Linked DNA regions of Anser cygnoides: region 1 is linked to region 2. Evidence: chromatin contacts called from public Hi-C data. All regions are on one chromosome and are shown on one strand. Each heading gives the region's core, a stretch centred on a gene start, on an enhancer-like site or on the middle of the called end of the contact. The rest is flanking DNA. Distances are from core to core; before and after follow the strand shown. Region 1 holds the start of LOC106029739 (epoxide hydrolase 1-like). Region 2 holds the start of VEGFA (vascular endothelial growth factor A).

Evidence for each region. A called contact is a pair of places that touch in the nucleus more often than the background predicts.
Region 1: a Hi-C map of liver shows a contact between it and region 2, with 1.8 times the contacts expected there. The contact joins the promoter of LOC106029739 here to the promoter of VEGFA in region 2. A contact is called at or near these places in 2 of 7 Hi-C or Micro-C datasets (both in liver).

Annotation. Positions count from the first base shown.
Region 1 is chr3:34,437,346-34,442,700 of Taihu_goose_T2T_genome, reverse strand. It overlaps LOC106029739 (epoxide hydrolase 1-like), which reads right to left and starts at 1,888. Exons shown (of 11, transcript XM_013171012.3): 1 at 1,794-1,888; 2 at 904-1,063. The coding sequence starts at 1,043.
Region 2 is chr3:34,259,217-34,264,879 of Taihu_goose_T2T_genome, reverse strand. VEGFA (vascular endothelial growth factor A) reads left to right here and starts at 3,179. Exons shown (of 6, transcript XM_066993857.1): 1 at 3,179-3,314. The coding sequence starts at 3,249.

The sequences.
Region 1 (5,355 bases), core at 639-3,138, 180 kb before region 2:
TGTGCTCATTGTGCCACAGGGCTGGCACGAGGAGAGGCTTGTAGGACCTTTACCTGCTCAGATTTCAGTGAGTTGCTATACCTTTCCTACTTCTAATGACTCCTAAGTAGATACTGAGCTTTTAGGTCTTATCTGCCTGCAAGAAAAATGAAAATTCCTCCTTGGTTCTATTTTAGCCTGATGGATTGTCTTGCAAGAATAGTTACTTCTGGAAAAAACTAGAAGTAACAAGAAAAAGTTTTGCCGCTCCACCTTACGGAAGGTGGCTGAAGTAGGGAGCTGTTTGGCGTCATAATTAAGGTATCTCAAAACAAATACAAGGGCACAAATCTCCATGAAAACACACACCCATTTGCTGTTTCTTTTTACCTGCTATCATTTCCCACCACTACCTGTGGCAAATAATCTGGTGCCTATACTGGAGACCGTAGCAGTCCCCATGGCAATTTGGTAATGATCTCTGATATCTGGTGTGTGATTTTTAAGGAGGTACCTCCTTAAACAGCTCCCTGCCAAGGCAAAACAAAGCTTCTGTAAGCAAACAATGTCACCCTCCACCTCACGGAGGCTGAGCAGCTTATGCAACAGGTAATAATATCCCTGTGCACTTACATCCCAGACTTTAGTGAGTCGGAGGCATGAAACAAGTTATTGTGGCACTAGCACCAGCTCAGCGCTGTTAACAAATCAAGCACGCCAGAGACACAGCTCTCCGAGCAACAAAAAGCAAGGTTCGGTCTAGTACAACCTCCTCCCCAGTCACGCTCAGGAGAAACCAGCTGCGTGCTCCCCACACCCTCCGATGGCTTGGCTCAGCCTGGGTTACCCTGCAGGGCTTTCCCCGACCCCAACCACAGCAGAGCCCTGTTTGGGGCCTTCCTCCCCACCCCGAGGGCATCTCACCAGGCGTTGGGAAGGACCTCCTGCCACATGTCTGCTCCTCCTCGCCTTGCTGCAGCTCTGAGCGAAGCAACCCAGGTGTCTCCTCGGCTGGCTTTCTCTTGGCACTGACGCTCTCTCAGTGACAAGGCAAGCCACATCATTGATTGGTGCCACCTATTGCCTAAGTGTGCGCATGCAAATTAGGTTCAACAAAGTTCAACAGAGGCAAATACAAAGTCCTGCATGGGGAGGGAATAGACCTGTGCACCAGCACAGGCTGGGTGCCAAAAGCACAGAAAGCAGCTCTGCAGAGCCTGATTTGAGGTCCTCAAATGAATCACTCAAGGAGGGGACCTTCTGAAAAAGGCTAGCTATGTATGGGGCTATACAGCAAATATGTTAGCCAGCAGGCTGGCTGAAGCGATCCTTTCCTTCTCTTTGGCCCTTGTGAGACCATGTCTGGAAGCGCAGTGCTGAGGTCTGGTCTTGTTGGTAGAGGACGGAGCAGAGTGAGTCCAGTGCAGGGCCACCAGGCTGCCAGGGGCTGGAGCACATGCTGTATGAGGAGAGACTCAGACCTGTGCTTGTTCAGCCTGGAAGACAGAATGCAAATGTGTGTGTGTGTGCGTGTGTCCATCCTACTGCTGTCTACAGCTACCTAGTGGACAGCATAGAAAAAATAGAGCTAGACTCTTTCTGGGGGAGCAACAGTGGAGGGACAAAAGGTAATGGATGCTAATTGCAACAAAGGAAGTTCTGGTTAGATATTAGGATAAATTAGTTCCCCATTCAGACACTGAAGTGTGTCCCAGAAAGGACACTGGAACAGGGTCCCAGAGAAGATCTGGAATCTCCATCCTTGGAGCTATTCAGAATTTGTAAGGAGCAAGGCACTCTGCAACCTGACCTACCTGGACCTGCTCTGTGCAGGTGGTGGGACCAGCTGACTTCCACGGGTCCCTTCCAACCTGTGCATCGTGTGGTTCAATCCCATGTGCGCCTGGGATTTGCAGCAGCTGAAACAAAACAAAACAAAACAAAACATCAAAAAAGGAAAAGATAAGTTTTCTCATATACCACAGAAACTAGTGCTTTTATTTAGCTCAGGGAACTAGATTTCATTTCCCAAATGGTCAATTAAATCTTACTGGATAAAGGTTTCTTTTTTCCCAAATTGTTGCACAGTGTCCTTGCCGTGTTTCACTTCAGGGATAGCTACATTTTACTGTCAGAGGGAATGACTCCTACCTCCATGCAATGCTCAAAGTAAAGTCCCATTACCAATGAGATCTGCGGAGATCAAGTCTTGTATTGCTGTGCTGTCAAAAGAGCTATCAGGAGGAAAACCTTGTAAATCCTACATTTGGTTTAAGTTCAATTTCTTGCTACACCACGGCTATTTCTGGTTATGCCTGGGAGATGGCTGGGATTACTTAGCTTTAAGGCCTTATTTCTAAAATAAAAGCAAGTCTGGAAGCCTTTTGGAAGATGGCATCCCTGATTGCAGAGGGGGCTGTAATTAAGACTGGAGAATTACTATCAACAAGAGGAAAAAATGATCACCAGGGTGAAAGGTAGTTGAGGACCCCCGTAGTTTGACATGTTGGGGTACAACAGGCAGTGATGTTTCTAGGATTCAAAAGAGACCTTGAGAGAATTCTGTTTCTTACCTATGACTAGGAAAAGGCACAAAGGAGGAAGATCTGGCTTAAATAACTGAGAGTGAAAATATCTATTCCAGGAATGTTGGAAAAGAGCCAGCAGAGCTAGTTAAAGCGGCAGAGAAAAGATACAAGTTGCTGCCGTCTGTCTAAAAGGTTTGGGACTATCAGAACAGGTTTCTCTGAGATATAGGCGGGCACACCAAGGCCATTAATATCCTGAGGCTAAAAGGCAAAAAACAAAACCAAACCAAACCTCAAACAACCAATAAGACACAAAACAGTGATAAATCTGAAACAACTGAGATGTTAGCATGCTGTATAAAATGCAGGGTGTATGTGCAAGAGTTTGGTGAGTGCTGGAGCAAAGAGCTCAAGGGGTTCCGGAGGAAATCCTCCACTTTGGGGTACTGCAGCAGCTTGTCCATCCACTGGAAAACAAGTTTTTTTCCCCTTCTCTCTTACAACCCCTAGTGGCCCAAATGCACAACTCCAGGCAGAAACTGCTTGTTGGTGTCAACTAGGCTACCTACCCGGAGGCTGTGATGCACGTCCCATAAATGTAACTATCAGAGGAAAGGATATAGAAGAGTGTCTCAGAGCATCTCCCTGCACTGGGGCAGGATCCCTTATCCTTAATGATAGACGTTTTATCAAACCCATTTTAAAAAGCCTCCTTGGAGCACTATTAGAACATTTTCTGCCCCTGTCCCGGTGCTGTGATTTTGCTGGTCCAGCTGCTGTTCTGGCATGGGAAGAAAAAGAAAAGAAAAAAAAAAAGAAGAATTGTTATATAGTATTTCAGTATTGCATCTGTCTAAACTTTAAAAGGCTCTCATGTTTCCATTGCACAAATCCCATGTGAACAGAGGGCTTGTTTCCTCTCTCTCCCTTGCTTTTGCCACCAATCAGCAGTATCACGCCTGCACAAACAATAGAAAATATGCACATGGAAATGTAACCGTAATGCATTTTTCCCACCTGTTTCAGCAGCGGGATACAAGCAGGAGCAGCCAAACACAAGATAACCTGCCAGCTCTCCCAGGGCCATTCACAGTGCTGCCGGAGGGAGAGCCCAAAAAGCCCAACCAGAGCTTAAGCGAGTGCCAAAAAGAGGCACTCGCAGCACTTCTGCAAATAATGGGTGCCCTCTGGTGGGAAGAGGAGCTCAGAGTGCACAAAATAACCACTTTTTTTTTTTTTTCTTTTTCTTTTCCCTGTTTGAGCACTTTGTGGTTTTCTCATTGTCCTTTGCACATAATTGGAATGGAAGCCTCCTAAATGCCATTAGTTCCAAAACCCGAGACGTGGGGAGGAAAGTTGGTGATTTCTGGTTATGAAATGAGATTGTGAACAGAGTTAAGACTGGAGCACAAAAGCTTTGCCTGCAGCTGTTTTATAGCTTGAGATGCTGGGCTAACTCGTAAATGATCATTCTGACCCTTAGGTCGATTACAAGCCCCTCACTGATATTTATGCTCCTGGCTGTAATGCTCTGCCCTTCACCTTTCTGTATGAAGAATTCACTATATAATTCTCCTCTTGCATGTGCAAAATCAGGTTCGCTGTCTTGAGACTATTACTGGAGAGCAAAGACTGTGCAGTAACAGGGGATCTTTAGGAATGTGGTCTCCTGACATACACCAAGAGCAAGCTGTCTTCTTTTTAGTTGGTGAGTGGCCACTTGGCAAGCTGCTGGCTGCTGATGCTGTTGCAGGGCAGGGCAATGCCTGGGAGCCTCAGGGCTGCCCTTTTCCCTTTTCAGGCTGTCATGCAACCCTGCTCGACCCATGGCATCACCTGATGATACCCACCTTCTCTGTGACACTCCATTTTCTTCGTTTTCTTTTAAGAAAACTCCTTAAAACTAATGAAGCTTTCCTCAGCTTGACAGGACCTTTGCTCCCCCAGACCAAAGACAGCTCCAGATACTGAATGCAGCATTTCCCTGCATGAACTCTGGAGGGGAACAGTCTGCACAACCCAACGGGTCCAAGCTGGGTCTGCTCGTGCACGCACGTCTCTTTCCACAGGTGTTGTATGAAAACAACACTGCCCAGCAATGGGATCGCACAGGAAAGACTGCAGAGCTTCCCACATGTGGCTGTGTCCTGGAGGCCAAGGAAGAGCCCCAAGCGTGTCTCCCTGCCCACAATGGATGGGCAGAGGTTTCACCTTCCTGGCGAGACCCCGGGGAGTGCAGCTGGTCAGCGGAAGATTTGCTTTTCACCAAAATCTGCTTGAGCCCTGAATGGCTGCCTCTGTGTTCGTCCTCAGTGATTACATCCCAGAGGAAACACTGAACTCCTAAGCGCTTCCAAGCTGTTAATTCCTGAATTGTATTAACAAGAGCCAGACCAAACATCTGAGAGCAGATCGCAGCAACACCTCACTCCTGCCTCCACCAGCAGCCAGCCCACGAGGCTGCTCCACGGTATTTTATATAAAACTCAGATGGCAGGAGCAATGAACAACTTGGAAGGGCCATGGACAACCTCTCCTCTTCCCTCCTCCCCCTTCACAAATGCTCCTTTCTTGCCTAGAAAGCCCATCTTCATTTCTTCAGCTCTCTTCTGCAAGTACCCCCCTTCCCCATCTGTTTAGTCCTTTGCACTGCAGTGTACGCTGAATAAAAGTTAGTGTTTTCCCAGCTGGAAATGGCCCCTTCTCTGCCTCCCTTATTCTCAGGAGACCTCACAAATGTTTCACTGCTACCTCCAGCAAGGACTGGCCCCTTCTGTTGCTAATTAGGGAGCTAAGAGGTTCCCCCAGGCACTTCCCAGTGAAACCGAGCCCATTAAATGAATGGCAG
Region 2 (5,663 bases), core at 1,930-4,429:
TGTCTCGGGAGCCGTCGACGTGAGGAAGACACGAAGGCTAATGAAGCAGCGTAGCCACGACACGCATTGATCTGCTTTTTTTGGTGAGCGGTACTTAGCGCGAGCACCGCGGATTCTGTAGCAATGTCAGCATCTCCCGTCCCCGTATTTATTACGGTGTAACTCTAACATGGGAGGCACATGAGTGTCCCCGCTTGTGCCAGAATTCGTGCAAGTACATGACCGCTTGCACAAACTTCACACGCGCCGCTCTCCTGGTAGCAGGATGTTGGCAGGTGGGAAGATCACAGGATCCAGACGAAACGTAAGACGAGCTGAGCAATCCTGTAGCGGTAATTTTAGAAGCTGGGTTCTGTACATTATTTACAGTACATTGTAGCTCGGTGGGGGTAAGGCTCCCCCTCTCCACTGGCGGGTTTAATCTTTTCTGTTGGGTTTCTGTGGGGGACTTTCCAAAGTGCAGCAGCCCTGGGGATTTCATCCTTCCAGAGGAGTGTGAAAACACAAGTTATTTGCAGCAGAGCTACGTTCATTCATAAAATGTTCACCTAGCGGGAAGGGAAAAAGGCCCCTAGGGAAAAAAAAAAAAAAAAAGGCCCCTTCTACCAAATACGGGAAAAAAAGCGAATTATCTGCTCTCTGCTGGTCTGAAGAGCAGAGGCCTGGCGTGAGGAGGGAGCTGCTCGCAGTGAGCTGTGACAGTCGGAAGCAGCTCCTAGCTCCAGGACCTCCAGCCTGGCTTTGCCTTCAGTTAGTGAAACATCCCCTCGCTTGCCCCAGGGGGAAGCCTCCCTATCGCCGGGAGGACATTTTTGGCAGTTGCGTTCTGAATACGGGAAAATCCAGAGATTTTGGACGGATATTTGTTTCTTCAGAAACTCTTTGCAACAATTAGTTAAAAAAAAAAAAAGAAAAAAAGAGAGAGAGCAAAGGAAAAAAGGATTCTTTTGCAATGTTTGAACAACACCCACCATTCCTCTGAAGAAACGTGATCCCTGAGGGGACAGGGATTATATCCTTCCCCAGGGTTTTGCCTGGGCTGGATTTCTCCCCTCGCCCAGGGGTGCAGGATGCCCCGCAGCCGTGGGGCTGGGTGGGAGCTGGGGAGGCTCCTGGCTCGGACCGAGCTGCCACCCGCCTGCCAGCCTTCCTCGGGATCGGCAGGACCCCGGCGACTTTCCCCAGTACCGCACGAAGGGGTGACACAAACCGGTTAAAAAAAAAACAAAGGGAAGAATGGGTCTAAGATGTGCCGAGAGCAAAGATTTTATTCGGATTTATTTTTATGTTTTGTGTGTTCCCCTCAGCCAGCAGGTGCCTCTATAGAGCCAACGCTTTGCCTGTATCAGTGGGAGTCTGTGGCACAGTGCTGGAATACCTGCTTTCTAACGATGATATGGCCTTTTCTTTCTTCGGTGTCTTTTTCCCCTTCCCCTTCCTCCAGCCTGTGGCGAGCCCCAGGAAGCTGCCGGTCTGGACTTCCACCCCGTCCACCACCGAAGGTCCTTGGGGGACGGCGGCAGGAGGGAGACCGATCTATGTCGACACGCGTGTGTTGCTACTATATCCCACAGGAGGAAATTTCGCGGGTGACACGAGCGAAGGAGCTCGGTTGGCGAATGCCTGCGGTAACCCCGGGGAGACGGAGACACCTTTTTGCCCTTCAAATACCTTCCCAGAAAGCGGGACGGGGTTTGCCCGGCAAGATCTCCAGTATAATGCCCTTCTGCAGGCAAAGGCTGGTGCGGGCAGGCCCCACGACCTAGGGGGGCTGGAGCTGGATACAGAGAAATAAAACCCAACCGAGGATGCGCCCCCTCCCCTTTGACACGTAGGTGCTAAGAAATCACCGCAGCTGCAAAGCAAAGGGCTTGGGGGGCCGGGCGGCGGCCGGGATGGCAATTTGTCCCCTGCTGCCCCCTCCCCCCAAATGGCTCTGCTGGACTTTGGAGCGATTCCCACGGGCGGGCGAGGTGAATTTTGACCCGAACTCACGCATCGCTCGGCGGGGCAGAAAGCGCGCCCGTGGGGCTGCCGGGGTGGGGCGGGTGGGGGAAAAAGGTGGGCGCGCATCGTGGGAACCGCGGGTGGGGGACGGGGTGGGGGACACGATCCCGAGTGGGGCGAGCTTTGGGGGGGGGGGGGGGCGCGCCGCGCACCCCCTTTTACCTCCGTGGCCTTTTCGCCCAGAGCCGCAAGGACGAGAGGGGAGGGGAAGGAGGGAGGGGAATCGCCAGAGAGGGTGGGACTTCGGCGGAGCGTCTCTCCCCGCGGCCGCGCCGAGCAGTTGCAGAGCGCCGGCGAGCGGGCGGTGGGGCGGGCGCTGCGCGGGGAGCGGGCGCTGCGCGGAGCCGCCGCTGGAGTGCGCGGAGCCGCCGCTGCCGCGGCGCCGGGGGGCGAGGAGCGCACGCCGAGCCGGCGGGGGACAGCGCGCCGCGGGAGCACCTCAGCCCTCCCCGGGCACCGGGACCTGCGCTTGGCTCGCCGCCTTGCTTTATCCTCCTCCCGTTTAATTGAATTTTTTTTTTTTTCCCCCCCACCTATACTTTGGATTTTTTTTTTTTTCTCTCCCTTTCCTGCAGAGCCCCCCCCCCCCCCCCCCCCCCCCCCCCCTTTTCCCCTCTTCTCCGCCCCGGTTGCCTCCCTCTCCAGCCAGTTTGGATTTTTTTTTCTTTTTCTTTTTTTTCGCCCTCTTCTGATTTTTTTTTTTTTTTTAAAAAGCGGTGGACGGCCGAGCGGCGGCGGGCTCAGCCCCTTCCATCCCCCCGGCGGGGGGAGGCAGCCGCCGCGAAGAAGAGGTGGGGGGCGCGCAGGAAAAGAGATGCATTGAAACTTTTCCCCGCAAACTTTGGCGTGAGTGCGCGAAGCCGAGAGCGAGCGCGGCGCGGGTGCCTCTGCCTGCCCCGGTTGCCGCTGTGGAGCTCGGATTGCCCGGCGGCGGGGGCCGGGCGGCGGCGGCGGGGCGGCCGCGGAGCCTGCGCTCGGCCCGGCGGAGCGCCCACCGGGAGCAGCAGCGGGGGCCGCCGGCGGAGAGCCGGCCTTATGGAGGGGTGAACGCGGACGCCCCGAAGAGGAGCCCCCCTTCCCCCGGAGCCCCTCGCAGCGCCCGGCCGGCGGCACCCCAGGAGGGCACGGAGGAGGCGCGGGCGAGAGCGCGGCGGGGCGGCGGCGGCGGCGGCGGCGGGGCGGCGGCGGAGGCGAGGCGGAGCGCGGCGGGCCCCGTTCCTCCGCGGCGTGCGGCGGCAACCATGAACTTTCTGCTCACTTGGATCCACTGGGGGCTGGCGGCGCTGCTCTATCTGCAGAGCGCGGAGGTAAGCGGCGGGACGGGGCTTTTGTGCCCCCGCGTGCGGAGGGGAAGGGGTTGGGGGGGCGGGAAAAATTAAGAAAAAAAATGGTTTTTTTTCCTTTTTTTTTTTTTTTTTTTAAAAATTTATTCCCCCTTCCCTCGGCTCCCACCTGCTCGCTGTGCCCGTGCGAGGGGGGCGAGGCGCGGAGGGGCCGCGCACATGTGCGCGCATTGCACGCCCCCGCCGTGGGGCTCCGCGGGGCCGGGGCGCTGCGCGGCGCTGCGCGGGGCAGGGAAGGGAAGGGAAGGCAAAGGAGGGGAGGCAGCGCGCTGGCTTCTTGCATCAGCCTCTCTCCTGCCGGCCTCGGCTCTCCTGACATTGCAAAAGGGTGTTTCGGCGGTATTTGCCTTGGGTCCCGGCTCGGGTTCGCGCTGCCTTGTGGAGTTCAAAATACCTAGCTGGAAAAACAAATAGAGATCAAAGAGGACAAAATGGATCCTGAATTTCTTCCAGATTGATTTTTTTTTTTCAAAATGCATATCTCCTGCACCGAGATTACAAAACCCCTCGTTTTTCCCTTCTCTCCTTCCTCGGTCACTTTTACTTTTGCCTCATTGTCATTCCTGAGCGATTAGAAACCGACTCTTCCTCCTTGTCTTTCTCTCCTTTAAAAAAAAAAAAAAAGGAGAGAGAAAAAGAAAGGCAGCTTTCTGTGCAAACCTGTCCTATAAATCTGTTTTCAAAAGAGTCAAGAGGGCTGTGTTGCCAAGAGATATTAAGGGGTTTAGACAGAGTGCCCACGTGAAAGTGGCTGTATGCTAGGCAGGCGTGGATTATGTTTTAAGGGCTGTAAGGAGCTAGTTCTCCCCTGCCATTCCTCCTCAGCTCTTGGCGAGAATGCGGGCCAGATCATCTCCCACTGTCGTGAACATAAACGTCGCTTGCAAACTAATCAGTTATTCACATTGTTTGTTCAGCACCGATGCTGGAAGGTAACTCCCCAATTAGGAGCCATTTCAGCTGTAACCGAAGTCATGCAGGCACTGCACGCTTTGTTTCTAGCCTGTTATATCTCTACTTTCTCCAGTGACAGCCGCACGTTAGGCTGTGCTCGATGGGAACCGAGGCTGAGCTCTCATTAGAGCGTGTCACGGAGCAGCTCCGTGCAGCCAGCCTGCCAGATTTGGCTCGTGGGACGATTCTTTCCGCTCTCCAAGAGTTTTTCCACCGTCACCGAAAACAGGGCTTCTTTGCCTCCCAGCTCCTCAGTAAACTTGCAGAGCAGCGTCTGTTCCCTGGCTGTAGGTTAGACAACTCCGGGTCGGTGTCTAGTGATAATACCCTTCAACCCTCCCCTTGCTCCTTCTCCCCTCCCCTTCCTCTTCCCCGGAGATGAAGCTGCGGATCAGGTAGGGTCCAGGTCTGCCTGTCCTCGGGAGTCGCGTGAAAGCCTCATGCTGCCTTTTCTCCCAGGCGGGAGGATGGTGCTGCTGAGAAAAGACAGAGGGTAACAGTGGGGGGGGAAAAAAAAAGAAAGAGTAGGGAAAAATTCCGGGGTGGCGTGGGAAATGTGGGGTGGTGGGAAGCGTTGCGGGGATAATTGCACGAGAGATCGCGAGATGTTCAGACAGCCGGGTGATGCGGGCCATATAAGTGCTCAGACAGACAGACGGTGAGGTCTGTCCTTCAGTTCTGTCCTTATTTGTCCGTTGGTCGCCTGGGCACCACGGTGATGGGAACGTTGGAAATACCAGCAGATCTCACGTAGGCAGCTTGACGATGGCTCTGGGCACGGCAGAAAGCATGACTCTTCACGTTGGGACTAGGGTTTTGTGCTTTGATGATAATATTTATCTGTAGTGTTAATCAGGCTGTCGTGCTGAATAAAACCTATCTAGCTAGCCAGGCGCGTTGGAGAGAATTAAAGAAAAGCCCTGGCAGAGGCTGAGCTGGGAAGGCAGGGTCCAGCGCGTGTCAGGCTGCTTTCCTGAAGGCGAGGGAGGAGGGACGCAGGAATCACGGTGCTCCCCCGGAGAAGGCGGCAGGGGGATGGCTCCTGACCGAGGGAGCTGGTACGGTCGCTCCTGCAGCGAGGCCGGGACAGCGGGGAATTGTGTCACGGCCCGGGCTGGGTGGCGCTGATGCCACAGGTGTCTGCCTCTGCTCGTGGCACCAGCCCTTCCGTGCGGGAGAGGGAGGGAGAGGTGGTTTTGCAGTGCCACCCTCCCAGCTGTTGGCCAGCGGGCGTGTATGTAGCCCCGCAGGGTGCGGGAGGTTGCGTTTTTGTCCCCTTCCAGTCCCCGGTTTCCTAGAGAATGGGGGAAGGCAGGTCCTTCCCCATCTTCCTTTGTCCAGGGGTCTCGGCGGCGGCAT